2 separate regions of the Hordeum vulgare genome follow, and region 1 is linked to region 2. A link is a contact called in public Hi-C data. All regions are on one chromosome and are shown on one strand. The core of a region is the stretch at or near the end of the contact, and the rest is flanking DNA. Distances in the headings are between cores, read along the strand shown. Region 1 holds the start of LOC123412065. Region 2 holds the start of LOC123440296 (protein BONZAI 3-like).

Region 1 (3,638 bases), core at 908-3,407, 170 kb after region 2:
GGTTTAAGAGTAGGCATGCGGCAAAGGATGTGCGAAAGTAGGCACACAACAATGCTGAAGTTGGCAAAATGGACCATTAGTTTGGGCTGAAGAACATCATCATCATCGCCTAATTCATCGCCATTGCAATGTTGTGACGTTGATGTGCTTAGTGGGATCCTGTATAAGGTATGGTATTGAATAAGCTCACCACATATAAATGATACAAGGTAACTACAACTCTCACCCAACCTCAACGTACAGACTTAGACACCACACAGGAATCTGAAGATCCAAGCCCCAAGAACAACTCCAGGAAATCATATATGCAATCACAAAAAGTATATAGTGATGATTCTTGGAGAGCAGCATTTTGGCTCCCAGGCTCAGATGGGCCGAGGAGTGAACAGTGCCGCGAATTCAAATTGTAAACAATTTCCAAAATTCCATTTTTTGTCATGAAAGATGTTTGAGTGTGTGATGTCCGTGCCAAATCTGAAGAAGTTTGAACATTCGAGGAACTCGTGGAAAAAAAACAAATTCAGGTTTGAGAGACATTTGAAAAACAGTATTATTCATGCCTGGATTTGTCTTTTTTGCCGTGCGCTACTCGAATGTCCAAATATCACCAAATTTTGCACGAATATCACACACATACACATCTTTCTTGCAACAAAATAGGATTTTCTTGATTATTTATCTATTTTTAATTGTGATATCGTTCACCGGGTTCATCTAAGTCCGAACACTGAAGGGTGCTTTCGTGATTCTTGGTGATTGTCCGATACCTACATGCATATATTTTATTTTATTTGTAGATCATCAAAACTTAAAATGAAAAACCAGAACATCATATTTAGCATTTTGTTGAAGATAGAAACCACCCAAAACAACGCCAATCTCTTGATAATTAATAAACAAGGATAAAAATAGTGAGTGCAGCGTTTTGATTCCCAGGCTTATCTGCATCCAGTTTAAAATGAATTTTTAAAAATAACAAGTTATATAAAATAGCGTGACCCTTAAAAATGTGTTATTAGTGTACTATAGTGCGCTATAACGTGTTATTAACGAGACATTGCACGCATCAATTCAGTGAGCCAGTTTTCTAGCCTTTATATCGTGCTAGTAGCAGCGTTATAGCGGAAAGTGCCCTTCTGCTCCGGAGCTTAAATGGACTCGATGAACAGTAAAATAAAAAACAAATACATTTAACATATTCTAATTTTTTTTTGCAAATAACATTGACAAAAGGTCTAAGTGCATGCAAAAATTTGGCCCGAAGTAACATTTCTATAAGGCGTGACAAAACAAACAAAATCAATACTTTGAATATGCGCACTTTCAGAGTATCTATTTTGGTTTTTTTTTGTCACGTCTTATAGGAATGTTTTTTCAAGCCAAATTTTTTGCATTCACATAGAACTTTTGTCAATGTTGTTTATAAAAAAGGAATCGGAATTTGTTGAATTTTTTTTTGATTTTTTTTACAGAAACTCCATGTCCCGTTATATAGCGCGCTATTGTTTTCTAATAATAAAACCGTGCCCGGCTGAGGTGGGACTCCGCTTAGCTGAGCCAGGAAGCAATCCTGTCTAGGAAGAAACTTGAGGCTCGCTTGTCTTCTAGTGTTAGGCGACGCTGTAATGCAACATCGCACATGGCACTTGCTCCGTCCTTCTTCAGTTCTTCCCCAACTCCGAGAAAGCCAAGTCACCACCGACACGCAACATGCACCACCAAATCTCTACCCCTCAAATAGATTGACGTGTTCCACATTCATACCGAGAGGCGAGAGTATGCATGCATGCTACCTTCTCTCCCTCGCCATCACATGGCCAGCGGACATGGGGACAGGTAGCATCAACTGTTTCAGTTTCACCTGGACGATATCAGCATACCAGTTCACTGGTCATGTAGTTTTCATACATGTAGACACATCACCATCAGGTATTGTTGTTCCTGTAGTTTTCATCCGAATCGCCGTCGAATGACCGCATCTACGAGATCGCCAGCGAGAGACCGCGACGGCGTAAAGTTGAACAGCTAGCCATCTAACATTCCATGCTGAAAGGCAGGCATAAAAGAAAGGTCAGATCTGTTTACCAGATATATATCTCAACATCTGGGCAGTTGATCATCGATCAGCCTAACGGTTCCATCCCAGGCCGGTGTTAGTGGCCTTGGTGGGTGCGAGCATAGGCTGAGCTGTCTTCAGAGATGGAAGGAGAGCACAGGAGGGTGGCATGAGTGAAGACCTGATAGCGACGCCCCAACAAACTGGCCACACCACGGCGCCTTAAAGCCAAGATCATGGCCGTGGTATAAGAAAGAAAGAAAGAAACACGCCACTGCTAGGAAGCGAGCCTCTCTTGGTCTGACCACCATTGATCTCCAGCATAGCTAGCTAAGCACCGGGCAGCATGGGGAAGATGTGCTGCAGCAGCGAGTCGGAGGAGGAGGCGGGCTTCAGCTTCCTGGGGCTCCTCGTCGCGGCCGTCATCGCGTTGGTGTTCATGCTCCTCTGCACCCCACCGAAGCGGCGATCTGTCACCATCTACCCATGCTGCTGAGGCAGAGGCTGAGGAGTCCCCGCGGATCGCTGGTTTGCTGGGAGAAAGCTTCTTTGTTCATGGGAGGGAGCAGGCCAGGCAATGGCTCCTGGTTTTCTCCGGTTCAGAAATAATTTCTACTGTACTACTGAATTGTAGGACTCGTCGAAACTGTAAGCCATGTTTTTTATCGGTATAGTATTAGGCTGTCCATCTCCATCTGTGGCCTGAACTGATACATCTGGGGGAATAGATATCATCAAACTTGTTATGTTGCTTTCACTTGTCCTGTTCCCTTCTCTACTTCTCTCCTCTGTTTCTTTTTTCTTTTTCTTTTTCTTTTTTTATTTTTCTTTCAGATTCTTTTATATGATCGTAACATAAAATCCCAGAAGATTGACTATCTGTTAGCACAGCCAGGGTGCAATTAAATAACAGAAAAGTTCAGTGATATTTTTCTGGTGATCAAGTGGTTGTGTAGTGACTCCAGGAGGATGCACGTCTTAGTGCAAGTTCCTGTAGGAAAGCACTAACCAGAAACATGGCTACAAAATAGTTCAAGACTAGACCAAAGATTCTACACTTGTTGGCAGATCTGAAAATTCTACCAGGCAGTCTGAAGAAGACCATCATTCAACTGTTTGATTTTCTATTTATCAGTTAGATAATTGTGACTGCATCTTAAGCCGCATCAGGCCGGTAGGTATTGCTTTGCGGTTCATGCCTATCTATCTTTGTTTGTCTACTAATAGGCTCTTTCCCCTGGCAGAATCTCAGACTCGAGTACACCTCTGTAAACTCTCCAGTCTCCAGAAGGACCTATATACCTGCAGAAAGTCACCTCCTTCTGAATTTTTGCCCTTGTGTATAATTCGCCTGAATGTCTGCACTCTACAAATTCAGGAACCTTAGTTAGATAACTAGTTTATTGGAGATCCATGAACATCTGCTGAGTCATCTAGATCTCACTGGCCGCAACGATCTCTTCAGTTCTATCTGAATTCTTGCACTGAAACTTCTTCTTGGAAACTATTCCATTCAGATAGGGCTGGCTTGACGTCACTTTCTACTGAAAGTGAGGACGGAAATGAAAACCCCAGGGTTGTC
Region 2 (3,518 bases), core at 640-3,139:
TTGGAAGCTGAAAAAGATAGCTGCAATGCAGGAAGATGGCGACATGTCAATCAAGGCAGATCATATTGACATCCACTATCGGCTAGTTGAGAACATATTAGCATGCAGCACCGACGTACACCGAACAGGGTTCTACATTATCGCTGGCTGGAACATATCTGACCATATGGTATCCTTGAACATGCATTGAAAACATTATAAATATTCTAACAGATGAACTCTAAAATATGAAACAAGAGACCACACAGTTCCTGTACCCATTGTCACAAATCATCATAAATCATGATACATAGGTGTCGCACAACTCACTGCAAGCACATCGATCCTTGTGAATCTGAAGACATAGAATTATATTGTCTGAACAACATTTTTTAATTGAAAGGGGTCGAGTAAATCATAATAAAAAGGACAGACCCAGTGCACAGAAGCTCCCACACAAGGTGGGATCTGGGAAGGATTATAGGAACCTAGTCCAGAATAAAACAAAATAAATTGTTTGGTAGTATAGGACATAAAGTTCATCGTCCAGTGTGTGAACGTTAGTGCGACTCACTAGTCTCTACACGAGATGGTTCCATTTTTAAAGCAAACGATTGATGTCCACCACCCACTCCAACCTAAAATATCTTTGACCATTTCTGATCCACTTCCAGAAAATACTCCAGCGTCAAAATGTTAATCAATATTAAAAAAATGTTTTCCAGAGACCGGTCCATCAAATTCTATGCGATCAGCAACTGAGGAACCGCATGCGGAAACTGAAAAACATTACTTCGTCACTTTCTTCAGGATCTTATTTGTGCACGAACAGGTCACCTAGAACTCGTATGCCATTTTGTAAATGAACACGCATGCATTTGAAGCAAAAAAAAAAAGAAAAAAAATTCAAAACGGAGGGAACAGTGCTGGAGGTGCGCTAGCGCCGCACATCCGAGTTGACTCTGACAGAGACGAATTTCCCAAGCACTTCTATGAGAACTCATATATACTCGTAAGAGTAAAGGACACGTCACATGATAGTACTGAGCAATCTTCGTGGACGCAGACCAGCGGACAAAAAACGCACCAAAACCTAAATACGCAATCCACATATTATCCCTAACTAAAACAACCCAAGACCCAAATTCAGAGACGAGCGCCGGCATTTCACAAAACCCGCTTCAAACCCAAACTCTCGAGTAAAATACCCCTAAGTTGTGCGCGTGCAGATAAAAAGTGGTACTATCCAGACCAAAGTCAAAGCGACAATTGCAATGCCGATGGGTTTGGTGGGAAACATCGAAGCATCTGCACGTTGTGACAGCGGAGCGCATTTACTCAAATAAACAAATAAATGACGGGACACCCGAAACCCGCCTCGCTTGACAGCGAGAGCCCACCAGATTCCAGCCGCCGGAACCGATCGCGATTCGCGACGACCCCCGAATTCCTTCTTCCCCATCCAAAAAACCCCCCGCCTCCAACCGTGACCACGAATCCGCGAACCATGCCGTTCTGGGAAAGTCTCCGCGACCAGCGAGCAGCGCTGGACTGGGCACTAGGGTTTCCCGTGGAGGGGAGGGGAGGGGAGGGGAGCGAGCGTACCTCGAGAGGGGTGTAGAGGCGCAGCGCCTGGCCCTGGAAGAAGTGGTCGACGGCCTCGTTGGCCCCCGCCGCCGGCGGCCCGCGGGACGGCGCGCCCACGCTGCCGCCGCCTCCGACGGCCTCCATGCCGCCGCGCACGTCGCCGGAGAAGCAGCCCCCCATCCCCGATCTCGGACCTGGAGCGGCCGGAGGAGTTTGAGTTTGAACTTTGAAACGAGTGGACTTGTTTGAGAGCTGAGGGGGCGGAGAGACAGAGAGAGAGGGAGGGAGAGCGCGTTCGTTCGCAAATCCTGTCTCTAGAAAACAATATTTGTAGGCGTTTTTACGCGCACAAGAGTCGAGAGTCGAGACGGGCACGATGTTTTGGTCGAAGAAGAGGCCCACGCGTCTGTGCCTTGCCATGTTCCATTTTTGGAAACCAAGAGCTGCCGTTAGTTGCCTGATGGTTTTCCAAAAGGAAAAAAAGGCCCTGTTCTTCGGCACGCGGCAGCGCGGTGCACGGGAAAATGCTGAGAATCAAATCTGAGATCGCCGGGATACTTCGTGGAACAGAAGGGGCCTCATACGCGGTTCCGGATAACGGGAGAGCTGATCGATTGATCAGATGAAGCGACTCGAGCACATTAGGGCCGCGGGCATTATCCCGCATTACGGATGGCCTTTTTTTCTTCTTCTAACCAATGAAGAGTGAAGTTTGTTTTAAACCTTGAATTTGTATAGCTTGTTGTAATCAAACCTCAACCTCGAAATACACGTCCTCTACTCATTGATTCTGGTAAATTTTAACCTTGGACCTGTTTGGTGTGTCGGGGTAAAATCCATCCCAGCCCGGATTGCGATCTACGCTCAGTGACATCCGTATCCCCACATGTCATATACATCTTCTTTCCCCAGCCCCTTCTCTATCGTTATCCTAAGTGTCGGTCCTCATCGAGCACCTCCCCACCTCCACGGGCGGCTGAGCTGTTGGGGAACGTCGCATGGGAAACAAAAAATTTCCTACGCGCACGAAGACCTATCATGATGATGTCCATCTACGAGAGGGGATGAGTGATCTACGTACCCTTGTAGATCGTACAGCAGAAACGTTAGTGAACGCGGTTGATGTAGTGGAACGTCCTCACGTCCCTCGATCCGCCCCGCGAACAATCCCGCGATCAGTCCCACGATCTAGTACCGAACGGACGGCACCTCCACGTTCAGCACACGTACAGCTCGACGATGATCTCGGCCTTCTTGATCCAGCAAGAGAGACGGAGAGGTAGAAGAGTTCTCCGGCAGCGTGACGGCGCTCCGGAGGTTGGTGATGATCTCGTCTCAGCAGGGCTCCGCCCGAGCTCCGCAGAAACGCGATCTAGAGGAAAAACCGTGGAGGTATGTGGTCGGGCTGCCGTGGAAAAGTCGTCTCAAATCAGCCCTAAAACCTCCGTATATATAGGTGGGAGAGGGGGGGCCTTGCCTTGGGGCTCAAGGAGCCCCAAGGGGGTCGTCCGAGCCAAGGGGGAAGGTCTCCCCCCCAAACCGAGTTGGACTTGGTTTGGTGGGTGGGAGTCCTTCCTTCCCTTCCCACCTCCTTTTTTTTTTCTTTCTCTTTGATTTTTCTTCCAATGCGCATAGGGCCCCTTTTGGGCTGTCCCACCAGCCCACTAAGGGCTGGTGCGCCACCCTCAAGGCCTATGGGCTTCCCCGGGGTGGGTTGCTTGCCCCCCCGGTGAACTCCCGGAACCCATTCGTCATTCCCGGTACATTCCCGGTAACTCCGAAAACCTTCCGGTAATCAAATGAGGTCATCCTATATATCAATCTTCGTTTCCGGACCATTCCGGAAACCCTCGTGACGTCCGTGATCTCATCCGGGACTCCGAACAACATTCGGTAACCAACCATATAACTCAAATACGCATAAAACAACGTCGAACCTTAAGTGTGCAGAC

The links. A called contact is a pair of places that touch in the nucleus more often than the background predicts.
Region 1: a contact with region 2 is called in a Hi-C map of seedling, with 5 times the contacts expected there. The contact joins the promoter of LOC123412065 here to the promoter of LOC123440296 in region 2. A contact is called at or near these places in 3 of 6 Hi-C or Micro-C datasets (leaf and seedling) and 1 of 1 datasets of contacts at active chromatin or transcription factors (embryo).

The regions. Positions count from the first base shown.
Region 1 is chr1H:398,356,735-398,360,372 of MorexV3_pseudomolecules_assembly, forward strand. It overlaps LOC123412065, which reads left to right and starts at 2,158. Exons shown (of 1, transcript XM_045105021.1): 1 at 2,158-2,813. The coding sequence starts at 2,403. The coding sequence ends at 2,552.
Region 2 is chr1H:398,182,371-398,185,888 of MorexV3_pseudomolecules_assembly, forward strand. It overlaps LOC123440296 (protein BONZAI 3-like), which reads right to left and starts at 1,890. Exons shown (of 16, transcript XM_045116882.1): 1 at 1,585-1,890; 2 at 1-20. The coding sequence starts at 1,746.